Linked DNA regions of Mus musculus: region 1 is linked to region 2. Evidence: chromatin contacts called from public Hi-C data. All regions are on one chromosome and are shown on one strand. The core of a region is the stretch at or near the end of the contact, and the rest is flanking DNA. Distances in the headings are between cores, read along the strand shown. Region 1 has its middle 10 kb from the start of Snora75. Region 2 overlaps Armc9 (armadillo repeat containing 9).

Region 1 (6,195 bases), core at 3,186-5,685, 140 kb before region 2:
CCAAAAACTCCATAGATTTTGTGCCTGTGCTGTTCTCTTTCATGTCCTTCAGTTTGGGAGGATTTAATTTGCCTTACCTGTCATCCAACACCCCGACCCCCCACCCCCGTTTTATGTTTGTAGCAGCATCATGGTGTAGGCAAGGGCTGGCTTGAATTCTCACTCTACCTGCCTCTACCTCCTAGGTACTGGAATTAAAGGAGTACTCCACTTGTATCTGACCTGGACTTAATTCGGCCAGGCAGTGATGGTGCATGCCTGTAATCCTAGCACTTTGGAGGCAGAGGCAAGTGGATCTCTTGAGTTCAAAGCCAACCTGGTCTACAGAATGAATTCCAGGACATCTTCATGGTTTGAACTCCTGTACTGTACTGTGATAGGAAAGCATGTATAATTTCTTTCAAGGACTTTAATGGCCTTTTGAGATGTTAGTCTACCTAGACAACAGTTTTCTGCAATGAATCTAGTTTCTGCTGTGGGGAGGAGTAAAGGAGATTAATCCTAAATGACCCTATAAACCTAAATCAGTTGGTTGAAAGGCCTCAACCAACTGAAGACATTCTGAATAACTTCTGTGCTTAGTAAAGTGCTGGCCATGCATGCATCTACATACATACGTCATATCCCCAGTGCACAAATAAAAAAAGCTACATGTAGTGATAGCTCATGCCAAAATCCTGGGCTTTTCTGGCTGGGCTAGCCTTGCTGACTTAGTGAACTCCAGGTTCAGTGAGAGACCTTGTCTCAAAAATAAGGTAGAGCATGATTGAGGAAGGCACTCTATGCAATCTATGTCCTTCATAAGCACATGTACCCCCATACACACATGTGCATACACACAGAAGAAAGTCTGGCTCTAATGCTGGATTTGGTTGGGCAGGCAGTCCTATAATCTCAACTACTTAGCAGGCTGAGACAGGAGAATCATGAATTAAAGGCCTATCTGAGATACAGAGTGGGCTGAAAGCCAGTCTGAACAACTTAGTGAAGCTCAAGAAAAAAAATTTAAAGGTTAGGGACATAGCTTACCAACGAAGTCCTAGGGTCAATTCCCAGTACCTGTTTTTAGGGGAAGTCTCATGCCAGAACTGGGTAAAAACCAGGATGCAAAACCCCCATGGGTTATTGGGGTTCCAGGACTCTTCAATGATTTGAACAGCTAATATGTTGAAAACATCTCCAGTTCCTTGTCACTTTTACTGACTTTTTCAGCCAGGGGAGGGGGCAGTGAGAACAGTAATATATTTCTGCACATGAACTTCAGCTGCTGCAGAATGCCATACCCCATGTAGAATTTAGGTTTCTCAGCCTCCACAATCACACAAGCCAATAACTTGCAAAAAACCATGATATAATATATACAGTCTAAGGGCGGTGGGTATATTTTAGTGGAGGAGTACTTGCCTAGCATGCTCAAGGCCCTACCACAAACACAAGATTCAGTGAGACAGAAAAGGGCTAGGGTTCTCTTGTTAAAGCCTTCAAGGAAAGAGCATGAGCATGCCCCACCACTCTTCTTTAGCAAGGCTCCTCCTCTTAAAGGTTCCACCACGGTCCCTTACAGTACCAGGAACTGGGGAACCAAGCCTTTCCCATGTGAGCTTGTGGAACATTCTAGATGCAAAGCCCAAACATAACTCAGTCCTCATTATCCATAGACTTCATATTTGCAAATTTTTCTATTTATTAAAATTTGTGACTCCTCTTGTGAGACTAGGCCGGAGCCTAGCAAACACATAAGTGGATGCTCACAGTCAGCTATTGGATGGATCACAGGGCCCCCAATGGAGGAGCTAGAGAAAGTATCCAAGGAGCTAAAGAGATCTGCAACCCTGTAGGTTCAACAGCATTATGAACTAACCAGTATCCCGGAGCTCTTGACTCTAGCTGCATATGTATCAAAAGATGGCCTAGTCGGCCATCACTGGAAAGAGAGGCCCATTGGACACGCAAACTTTATATGCCCCAGTACAGGGGAACGCCAGGGTCAAAAAGTGGTAATGGGTGGGTAGGGGAGTTGGGGGGAGGGTATGGGGGACTTTTGGGATAGCATTGGAAATGTAATTGAGGAAAATACATAATAAAAAAATATTTTAAAAATAAAAGAAAGAAACTTGTGTCTCTCAGCCTCCAGATTAGGATCACAGGTGAACCTTCCAATTCTGGATTGTAGTTCATCCCAGATATAGTCAACAGAGAGAAAGCAACCTCAGTTGAGAAAAAGACTCCATAAGGTCCAGCATTTTCTCAATTAGTGATCAGTGGGGAGGGCTGAGAACATTGTGGGTGGTGCCATACCTGGGTAGGTGATCCTGGGTTCTATAAGAAAGCAGGCTGAACAAGTCATTGGGAGCAAGCCAGTGAGCAGCACCTATCCTTGGCTTTTGCATTGACTTCTGCCTCCAGAATTTTGCTTTGTTTGAGTTCCTGTCCTAACTTCTTTCACTACTTAACATCAATGTAGATGTTTAAGCCAAATAAACCTTTTCCTCCCACCCCCCCCCCCAAAAAAATTTGTGACTTGCCGAGCATGGTGTCGCATGCCTTTAATCCCAGCACTTGGGAGGCAGAGGCAGGCGGATTTCTGAGTTCGAGGCCAGCCTGGTCTACAAAGTGAGTTCCAGGACAGCCAGGACTACACAGAGAAACCCTGTCTCAAAAAAAAAAAAAAGTGTGACTCAAGGGATGGAGAGATAGCTCAGCAGTTAAAAGCACTGACTGCTCTTAACCTGAGTTCAATTACCAGCACCAACCACATGGTGGTTCAAGACCAAGTGTAATGGGATCCATTGCCCTCTTCTGTCTGAAGACAGCTAAATAAACTAAAGATTTAATAAATCTTTAAAAAAAATTTTTGTGGGACTGGTGAGATGGCTCAGTGGTTAAGAGCACTGACTGATCTTCTGGAGGTCCTGAGTTCAAATCTTATTAACCACTTGGTGGCTCACAACCACCCATAATGAGATCTGAAGACAGCTACAGTGTACTTACATATAATAAATAAATAAAACCTTTTCTTAAAAAAAATTTTTTTTTGTGACTTGAGGGGCTGGAGAGATGGCACAGTAGTTAAGAGCACTTGCTGTTAGGACCTAGGTTCAATTTCCAGGATGTATATGTTGGCTCACAGCTGCCTGTTAACTCCGGTTCCAGGAGCTCTGACATCCTCCTCTGGCCTCCATGGGTACCTGCACACATACAGTGTGTGTGTGTATGTATGTATATGTGTATATGTATATGCCACTTACAGGCATATATATGCCATTTAAAGGCATACAGACTGGCAAAATCTTTGGTTTATCAACAGTGATCTCTTACTATTTCCCTTTTTCATACTATAAATAGTTATGTTTTTAAAAATTCTAGTCCCCATTTTTTTTTCAGGTTGTACTTTTTTTGTTTTGTTTTTGTTTTTATTTTTATTTTTGTTTTTGTTTTTCAAGACAGGGTTTCTCTGTATAGCCCTGGCTGTCCTGGAACTCACTTTGTAGACCAGGCTGGCCGCCTCAAACTCAGAAATCTGCCTGCCTCTGCCTCCCAAGTGCTGGTATTAAAGACGTGCAGCACCATGCCCGGCTGTACTTTTTTTTAAAAGACATATTTACTTATTTTATGTATATAAGTACACTGTAGCTGTCTTCACACCAGAAGAGGGCATTGGATCTCATTACAGATGGTTGTGAGCCACCATGTGGTTGCTGGGAATTGAACTCAGGGCCTCTGGAAGAGCAGCCAGTGCTCTTAGCCGCTGAGCCATCTCTTCAGCTCACAGGTTGTACTTTTTATTGATAATCTCCCTGTTGAATGTGGTCCCTACATGCAGTTCTAAAGAGCTGAGTTGGGTTACTAATGCAAAAAAGTTGTGATATGACTTCCAGGGAAAATTCAGCATGGTGTTTCTGGCCATAAGTTCAATGCTAAGGAACCAATAAAGTATACTCAGTAAGTTTATTTTTACCCCTCCCACCCTAGCAAGGTGTCTTTAAACACAGACAGACATAAATTGAGTATGATTGTGCATACCTGTTAAATTTAGTCACTTGGAAGGGGGAGGCAGAAGCATGGCCTGGGCTCTACAATGAGACTCATAAGCCAGGGTCCTACAGAAGCACTCTTACACACAACTCAAATGAATTTGTCTACTATCTAGGCCTCCCATCAATCCAGTCAAGACACTCAGAATCAACCATCATACCTGGTTACCTCAGGGACAACTTCTCAATTTGGCCTGGAGACAGGAACGTTGGGGCTACTGGGACCCCACACTTCACCCACAGGAAGGACCTTGTCTCTCTAGGTATTTGAATAGGAAGAGAATTGATTCAAGGGTTTATAGATTTGCAGAAAAAAGTCAGGGAGGTTCTAGGCGAAAAAGACCAATGGGGAGATCTTACTGATGAGGTTATAAAGCAGATGACCACTAGGGGGCGACCTGGAACTACAGAAACCTGCTAAGCTCTCAACTGCTCATTGAACACCAGGGACAGATAGCAGCAGTAGTTTTCTCTGTTCATCCCAGTGTATGGCTAGTTGGTTTCCACTCTCCCTCCCAATCTTGTAATAGCACTTACATTTATGGTCAGAATTCAGACTAGAGTATAAGCAGGTAGGGGTATCTATTTATTTTGTAGAAGACAGAGACCAAGGTCTTGAACAGATGTGTGCCACCAAGCCCCGTTCACAGGGCTTATGCATAACTTCAGGCTTGCTAGACAAAGTCCCTCAACTGAGGTTCAGCCTCAGCACTCCTGTGTAATTTTGCATGGTGGGCATGATGAAATTAAGTAAAGAGCAAATGACCAGGGCTGGAAACACTTCATGCACATGCCCAGCATGCCCTGGATTACACACACACACACACACACACACACACTCACACACAGAGGCACACACACACACACACACACACACACACACACACACACTCACACACAAAGGCAAACGATCCTGAAGAAAAAGAAATTGTATTCCCAAAGAAGGAAATAGAGTCTTCCAAAGAGGCAGAGTGGAGCCAGACAGCAGGTCCTCACAGTGTAAGGTTAATGGGTTTAACAGAGAGTTCTTGGCTTGAGCACAGAGACTTAACAGTGTATTCATTCATTCATTCATTCATTCATTCATTCATTCTCACAGTTAGTCTTAACAGCCCTGGAGACCAAAGGGGTAGCTCATAGAATCTAAGAAAGCCTGTGAAGCCAGGCGTGGTGGCACACACCTTTAATCCCAGCACTCAGGAGGCAGAGGCAGGCGGATTTCCAAGTTTGAGGCCAGCCTGGTCTACAAAGTGAGTTCCAGGACAGCCAGGGCTATACAGAGAAACCCTGTCTCCAAAAACCAAAAACCAAAAACCAAAAACCAAAAAAAAAAAAAAAAAAAGCCTGTGAAAGTTTTGAGAGCAGAACCCCACCCAAAGGACAAAACAATTCCTGTCAACCTGGAAGATGGTGTTTGCTTTGAAGTCAGGGGAGCAGAGGAAAAAAAGTGAATTCTGGTTTGGGAAGATGGCATCATGGCTCATGGGTAAAAGTGCCAGCTTCGAGATCTTGCCAACCCAAGTTCAATCCCCAGAACCCATGTGGGGTAGAAAAAGCTGGATCCGGTGACACATATTGCAGGTGACACATATTGCAGGTGACACATATCCCAGAACCTCCTGAGAGACGAGGGGTGAAGCTGTGAGCACGGCCCAGAAGCCGGGGCCAGTCAGCCTGGAGCACACAGCGCAGAGGCAGAGACTGGGCCTTAGGTGGTGGAAGCTGCAGGGTGGTGGTGGTGCCTGCCTTCAATCCCAGCCCAGTTCCAGCACTTGGGAGGCAGAGGCAGGCAGATCTTTGAGTTAAAGGCCAGCCTGGTCTACAGAGTGAGTTCAGGACAGCCAGGGCTACACACAGAGAAACTTTGTCTCCAAGAACCAAAAACAAACAAAAAAAGTAGAAGTGCTCAAAAGATGCTCCTTACTCTCCACAATGCACTCTATATGGCACACACACACTCACATGCACACACACATAATTACTACTACTACTACTACTACTACTACTACTACTACTACTACTACTACTACTACTATTGTGGATGATGATGATGATAAACTGGGCATGGTGGTTGCTCCATTAATTCCAGCACTCAGGAGGCAGAAACAAGTAGATCTCTTTGAAATTGAGGCCAGTCTGGTCTACATAGCAAATTCAAAGC
Region 2 (6,653 bases), core at 255-2,754:
GTTGATTGGAATTTGTTATTGATTATACTCATCATTGATTCTCTTCTCATGTATACATTTTAGATGATACACAGGCTTTACAGATTTATTTTAATTTTTATGTGTGTGCCAGCCACATGAGTGCAGATGCCCCCAGAGGCCAGAAGAGGGAGTTGGAGTTATGTGTGTGTATGAGCTGTCCAATGTGTGTGATGGGAACTGAACCTGGACCCTCAAGAAGAGGATCAAGTATTCTGAACGGCTGAGCCATTTCTCTTGCCCCTGTAGTCTGGACTTTCTGTGTTAGGGATGCTCAGCTTGCCCCAGTTGAGATGACATTATCAGAGTGAGAAGAGACAATTTAATATGGCCAGACTTCTCACTGGACTTAGACTGTATTAGTGCTGGGATGTGGCTTAGTGGCAGAATGCTTTCTTAAGTCAATAAAGCCACATTAATTTCATCCCTGGTAGTCTGGGGAACAGGAGAGAGAGAGGGAGGGAAAGGGGGAGAGGTTTTAATTTCTGGTGTTAGATACTGCAGCACAGGTGTGGAAAGATCTGGAAGCAAACAGAGGATGGGCGCGCCCCTGGTTGTATGACTCTAGGCAGAAACGTCTACTCCCAAGTCATTGGTAGGGAAATGGACACAACTATAGTCAGTCCTTCAGTCCTTCAGGAGCCTCTGAGCAGTTTAAATAGGAGGAAGTACCTGTCCCAGTACCAGAAAGAGCAGTAGGTGCACATACTGTGTGCATGTACATGTACACAGAATGTATGTGGAAGCCAGGAGGTAACTCCCAGGACCTAGCTCTTGTCTACCATTCTGGTTCTGGAATAGAACTCAGGTTGTCAGGCTTGGTGGCAGGTGCCTTTACCCACTGAGGGAGGCATCCTGACACCCCCAAGTACAGTTAGTTTTAATGTGGAAGGCAATTTAGTTCCATTGTTGGGTGTGTTTATATAGACTGTTCTTAAATGAGTCATGTCTTGTTTAACTATTGACATGATTTTAGATAAACAACTAAAGATTTAGTAATTCTCTTTTAAAAAAATAAACAAACAAAACCAGTGGGCAGAATGTTCTTGTGGTCTCCTGTGTTCTGAGTGTGGAACACATTTAATCCCTCACCACAGAATTCAGTATGTACACAGCTACTCTGGTTTCACACGGCATCAGAAAAAAAGGCCAAAGCTTTAGTGGTTTTGCCCGTCAGCTTTAGAAACAACTATCTTCTCAGCATCGGACGCTCATCACCCGGCCGCTGTTGCCGAGCTTCTAATATAAGCACAGATGGAAACAAAGCAAGGAAAACCCTTCTTCCCAGTCATTGTGGTGCACGGCAGTTTTAGAAGCTGCCAAGAAACACCTCCAACATTACAAAAATAAGCCTGCTAGAGTTTCCCCAACACTGGGTTTTTACCATTTACAGTTTTTACCATTTCCTCATGAGATTCTGAGGAAAGCAATAGATCCTCCCTCGAGAAAAACCACAAGTGGATCTTTATGTCCAGTTTTGAGGAATCTGCCCTGGAGGAAGTGGAAGTAGCCCTCTCCCCAGAGTACTGACTCATGGTCCTGGGAGGATACTGTGAACTGCTCAGGGCTTTTTCTTCTTCTTCTTCTTCTTTTCTGTGAGACAAGGTCTCACAAGGTCTCATACAAGCCAGGCTGTTCTCAAACTCACTATGTAGTTCAGAATGGTCTCAAATTTGTGGTGATCCCCCTGCCTCAGCCTCTCAAGTACTAAGACTGCATTCGTGCCCCGTCATGCCCAGCTTATGACATCCTCTTACCATGGCTCTGGCCTCCTCTCGAATGGACGGGATGGAGAGGATGCTGTACAGGGCTCCATTCACATACGGCTGGATCTTAAAGGGGAGCAAAAAGAGACGTCATTTGCAAGTTTTCCAACAGTATACAACTCAATTCTCAGAAGTTAGATTTAAGAACAGTCGAGGTAAGGGGAGAGTTGGTATCCTACCCTTCAGAACCCAGAATGTACATTCACATGTTTAGAAACAACTGTCCTCTCAACATTGGCCACCTCCATGTGTGACGCTGCAATGGAAGCCAAACCTAAACCCACCCCTGTCTCTCCGCCTCCTTCCTGCTGTGTGCCACTGATTGACTGACACGATTTCCAGCATCCTGGTCACTCAGAGCAGAAACTCGGCAGTCACCCCGGAGTCTGCTCTTTACTCCCAGAGTTTGCTTGCTGAGCATTATTGCTAAGAGCCCTTGATTTCCCACACTGGCTGCTACTGTCCTTGGATGAGAGTGACATAGCTGAGGATACACTGTCTCTAAGCCAGACCCACGTCTAAAGCTTGTCCTGTGATCCAATCACTGTAGAGCTGCGCCGTCTTGCCTGTTTGATTTGACAAGAGCCTCTTTTCCATATCCCAAAAAATATTAGCTGCAGACAAATATGTGCATCTGCTCCTGATGGCTCTGGGTCTCATCTTTCAAGACCAGGGCTACCTCACACAGGGTACATAGGTGTAACCTTTGTCTGTTGCAGCTAACACTCTTCCAGCTTCTAACATACACACATGTATTTGTATTCTTTCTTTCTTCCTTCTGAGACATGTTTGCTTCAGCTTGAAAAGATAAGAGCGATGATGACCCTGAACTTCTGACTCTCCTGCCTCCACCTCCCAAGTCCTAACCTACAGGACACTATACCTGGTTTATGTTGCATTGGAGAGTAAAGGCAGAGCTTTATGAATACTAGACAAGGACTCTATTGCTCTTAAGCAAATGCACTGGCAGCAGCTGGTGACAAGAATTGACTCCTTTGATCTAAGCCATTTGCATTTCTTTAAGTCAGGGAAAGAATGTGATTCAGCACTCACCTGCCTGAATTGAATACAATGAAGAAGAGTCTCAGAGAGCAATCAAGCCAGGACTGAAGTAGTGAAAAACTCTCTGGCTGTTGTAGTGGGAAATATGTAGTGGGCCCAGCATGAACTGTCATGGCCATCTAATATCTACCTGCTGAAGATGCCAGTGTCAGGCAGGTGATGCAGCTGTGGAGATGCAGCTGCATGTGAAATGAACTAGACCAGAGCTGCCTGCTTGGAGTGGGGACAGATGCATGGCCTTCTAATGCTCCTCTTGACCCAAGGGTCCTGCCAAGCATGTCTGCTGAAAGAGGCCCCGTGGCAGATCTGTCAAGACATGTCTAACTGTGGTTGAGGCTTCAGCTGCTGGTGCAAAGGGATGCTATCGTCCCAGCACTCTGAAGGCCGAGGCAGGAGAATCAAAAGATTGAGGCCAGCCTTCGATACACAGAGGGTTCTGGCCAGGCTGGGCTACTGTAAGATGCCATGTTTTCTGCAAAGACATTTGTAAAAAGGAAGTGAGAGATGAATCACCTGTACCGATTCAGTGAATACCTATTGTGAATTTGTTGTCCTATATATTTTAAAATAGCTAGACAATAATACCAGCTGTGGTAGTAATCGGGTTATTCTGGAGGGCAACCTGAGCCCTGCATTTGCTATGAGCTGGCAGCCCTGAGGGCCACATATCCCATGGAAGCTCAGTATAGGGTTTCATAGGATAACTGTTGTAGTGGAGCTGAAAGCAATCAAAGTCCTGCCCAAGAGAAATAAGATATGTACCAGGGCACGGTGTAAGCCAGGGAGTGCTGCAGTAGAGAAGCTGAGGAGACTCATGAAGCAATAGAGAACGGCCCCGAGATGCCAGGGGACAGCTATCAACAAATGAGCTCTAGGTTGCAATGTCTCTTATGCAAATTAAGCTTACACAAACATACCATCAGAGCTACTTTGAAGACACAAGTAACCACAGACAGACATCGAACAGCAGAGGACACAAGTGTAAGAATCCAGCCAGGATACATGATACCAGAAAGTAAGGCAGGACAAGGACCTGGCGAGTTCAGTGGGAGCAGAGCTCCAGAAAATGAGGCATGAAATGTTAGAAACTGTACAAGATGTAAGTCATTTACAAAAATGGCCAGAGGAGGGGTTGGGAGATGGCTCAGAGTGGGTAAGATGCTTGCTGTGCAGGCAGAAGGCCCTGAGCTCAGAGCATAGCATTCATGTAAATCCCAGCACTGGGGAGGCAGAGACTGGGGATCATCAGGGCTGCCAGACTAGCAGAACACGAGAGCTCGGGGCTCTCATGGCTCTTGCCTTAGGAAATGAAGTGGAAAGCAATCTAGGAAGATACCCAACATCAAAATCAGGCCTTCGTGAACACCCACACACATGTAAACTTATCCACACACGCACACACATAATGCATGCACGCATGCAAAAGACCCTCAAATCTAGGAAGAAATATATGCCTAATGCAGCAACTGCCCAAAGCCAGCCTCTTGCATAAGAGGTCAGCCTCTCGCATAAGAGGTCATGAGCACCCAGGTCACCATTACAGTCCCCCATTCCACCACAGGGCCAGCAGCCTGAGTACCTCATGGTTTTCGTGTCCAAGGAGATCCGAAAGAACTTTCAGCATGAGCCCTGCCACCTTAGCACACATGTTCTTTCCTGTGGGAAGCAAGGCAACATAAAATGCATGTCAGACAGGTTAGCACCAACCATGTGTGACCTTGAGCTGGTCACTTATGTCACTCTGAGGCCTCCGTTCTCTCCTTTTTAAAGTGGATTATTATGCTGGTGGGTTCGGTGGTGATTCGTGCTTATAATCCAGGGAGGCAGAGGCAGGAGGATCTCTGTGAACTGGGGGGCCAGCCCAATCTACATAGGGAGCTCCAGGACAGTCAGGGTTACATAGAAAGACCCAGTCTCAAACAAACAAACTAAAATAGATTATTAGCATCTGCTCCAAAGGGAGGTACAGAATTAAGTAAGCCCACATAAACCCCAAGAACTCAGAAGCTGGTAGTGGCCTTGGCGACAGTCAGGGTATGACGGGCTATGTGGCCATTCTGTATCACCAAACTGCAAGCAAGTTGATGACAGGAAAAGGTGGTGGGTATCTGAGGAGCATGCTGAGAGCTGGGGCTTCCACACAGGCTGTTCCTAGAGCAGAAGACTGAGCAATGGTCGCTCACTCGGTGAACAGCACGTGCTTGCTTGGAGCACGAGGCCCTGCAGGTGGGGAACAGCTGGCAAGCAGCTGAGCCAGCTGGCTTCTTGCCCTCCTTTCCCACAGACCCCAGGGGATGCAGACAGCCCAGCTGGACCAAGCACACCTTCTAAGGTGTCTCATATGGCAGGTGACAGTGTCTGAGAGGGCTGACATGTGTAAACAGAAGCTAAACTCCCATCTCCATTGAGTAGATAAGTATTTGGGGTTGTTTGTGGGGGCGAAGGGTTGTGTTTGCTTTTGTTTTTGAGACAAAATCTCACACAGCCTAAGCAGCCTCCAACTTGTAGTACAGCCAAGGATGATTTTAAATTTCCCATCTACCTGCCTCTGCCTTCTGAGTGCTGGGGTTAGAGCAGCACTGCCATGCCTAGTGTGGAGCTGGGAATTGTGCGTGCCAGGCAAGCATTCTACCAACTGAGCTCTGTTCCCAATGGGCGAGAAGCAGCTTGTGGTGCCCATGTGAACCTCCATCTCCAGGAGATGGAGAATAATGAGTAGGCAACCTGCCACCAACTTAATCCCAGAGGCTGCTGGGAGCACACCTCTGTCTTCAGTGGCAGGGATCACAACTCTTAACTTCTTATGTTTGAGAAGTACAATCAAGATGAGACAAGATGTGAATGGATTTCCTTTTCTCTCCAGAAAGGCACTGCATACATGCAAAACTGCATATATATTCTTTCCATGGTTAACATGGTATGTTGGCTTTAAGGGACTGCTAGCTTCATACCTAGCTAAAAATGTCCGTCCTAATTTCCAGGAGGGAGACAGAAAGCAAGCTCTACTGGGCCCACTGGGAATGTAGATATGTGGGCAGATCTCTGCCCATCTGTCCTCCGTACAAGGACATGTGTATGTGGGCGTGTATGGGTTATTGGGGGGCTGTGGCACCTGCACTGCGGAGGCAGAGGTTCATGAGCAAAGCCACGGAGTACTCCAATGTGTAGTCAGACAGGCAGTCAGGGTCCTTCAGTAGGTCGATCAGCCAGAAGATGAGGCCATCTCGAATCATCGCTGTCTGCAGTGGCCGCCTAAGAGGAAACAACCTTATTAGATGAATTCACAGGCAAGGGACTTTCTATGGAAGAGTAGTCCAGGGTGAAAATGGGATCAAATGAAGCTATGAAAAACAAACTCTGGGGAAGAGCCTATTGTGAAGCCCATTCAACTGGGACAATACAAATTCTCTGCCTTTTAAGGACACAATAGTTTCATGAGAGACTGAGCAGTAAGAAGGCCTCTCGCTTTGAAAACTTCCTTTTCAATATCTAAAGTTAGCAGACTGCTACTTCAAATATGTAGATATTATCAATAGCTTTGGTTTACGTGATCCAGGTAACTGGCCCCAGAAATATTACGTTGAAACAAAATCTATTTGAGGGTGGGAGGCTCACGTGATTCTAAATCTTACATGAGTCCCTGAACTGGACATGCACAAGACAGGTAGAGCTACAGGAAGGATATGGGTTGCCGTCTTGGGCTGGGAATGGGATGGAGAGTGGCAACAATTAGTGGGAGACTTTTGTTCTGTAGTGATAGAAACTCTAAAATTAGGACTGGTGAAATGGCCTGTGGGTAGGGGCACC

The links. A called contact is a pair of places that touch in the nucleus more often than the background predicts.
Region 1: a Hi-C map of bone marrow-derived macrophages shows a contact between it and region 2, with 66 read pairs. The contact joins two enhancer-like sites. A contact is called at or near these places in 14 of 39 promoter capture datasets (3T3-L1-derived adipocytes, the C10 cell line, the HPC-7 cell line and 10 more), 8 of 15 datasets of contacts at CTCF or cohesin (CD8 T cells, the G1E-ER4 cell line, the NIH/3T3 cell line and 1 more), 174 of 484 Hi-C or Micro-C datasets (2-cell-like embryonic stem cells, the 3T3-L1 cell line, 3T3-L1-derived adipocytes and 89 more), 22 of 115 datasets of contacts at active chromatin or transcription factors (CD8 T cells, the HPC-7 cell line, PVALB interneurons and 16 more) and 4 of 9 other capture datasets (adipose tissue, bone marrow-derived macrophages, liver and 1 more).

The regions. Positions count from the first base shown.
Region 1 is chr1:86,337,856-86,344,050 of GRCm38.p6, reverse strand. No RefSeq gene overlaps it. Among named protein-coding and RNA genes, the nearest start is that of Snora75, 10 kb to the left of the region's middle. Within about 2 kb of position 4,435, at least 5 of the 459 cell types and tissues checked have an H3K27ac peak or open chromatin away from gene starts, as enhancers often do. A contact at or near this core is called in bone marrow-derived macrophages, where this site is marked.
Region 2 is chr1:86,197,687-86,204,339 of GRCm38.p6, reverse strand. It overlaps Armc9 (armadillo repeat containing 9), which reads right to left. Exons shown (of 25, transcript NM_030184.2): 15 at 5,959-6,098; 16 at 4,426-4,502; 17 at 1,776-1,850. Among named protein-coding and RNA genes, the nearest start is that of Armc9, 46 kb to the right of the region's middle. Within about 2 kb of position 1,504, at least 15 of the 459 cell types and tissues checked have an H3K27ac peak or open chromatin away from gene starts, as enhancers often do. A contact at or near this core is called in bone marrow-derived macrophages, where this site is marked.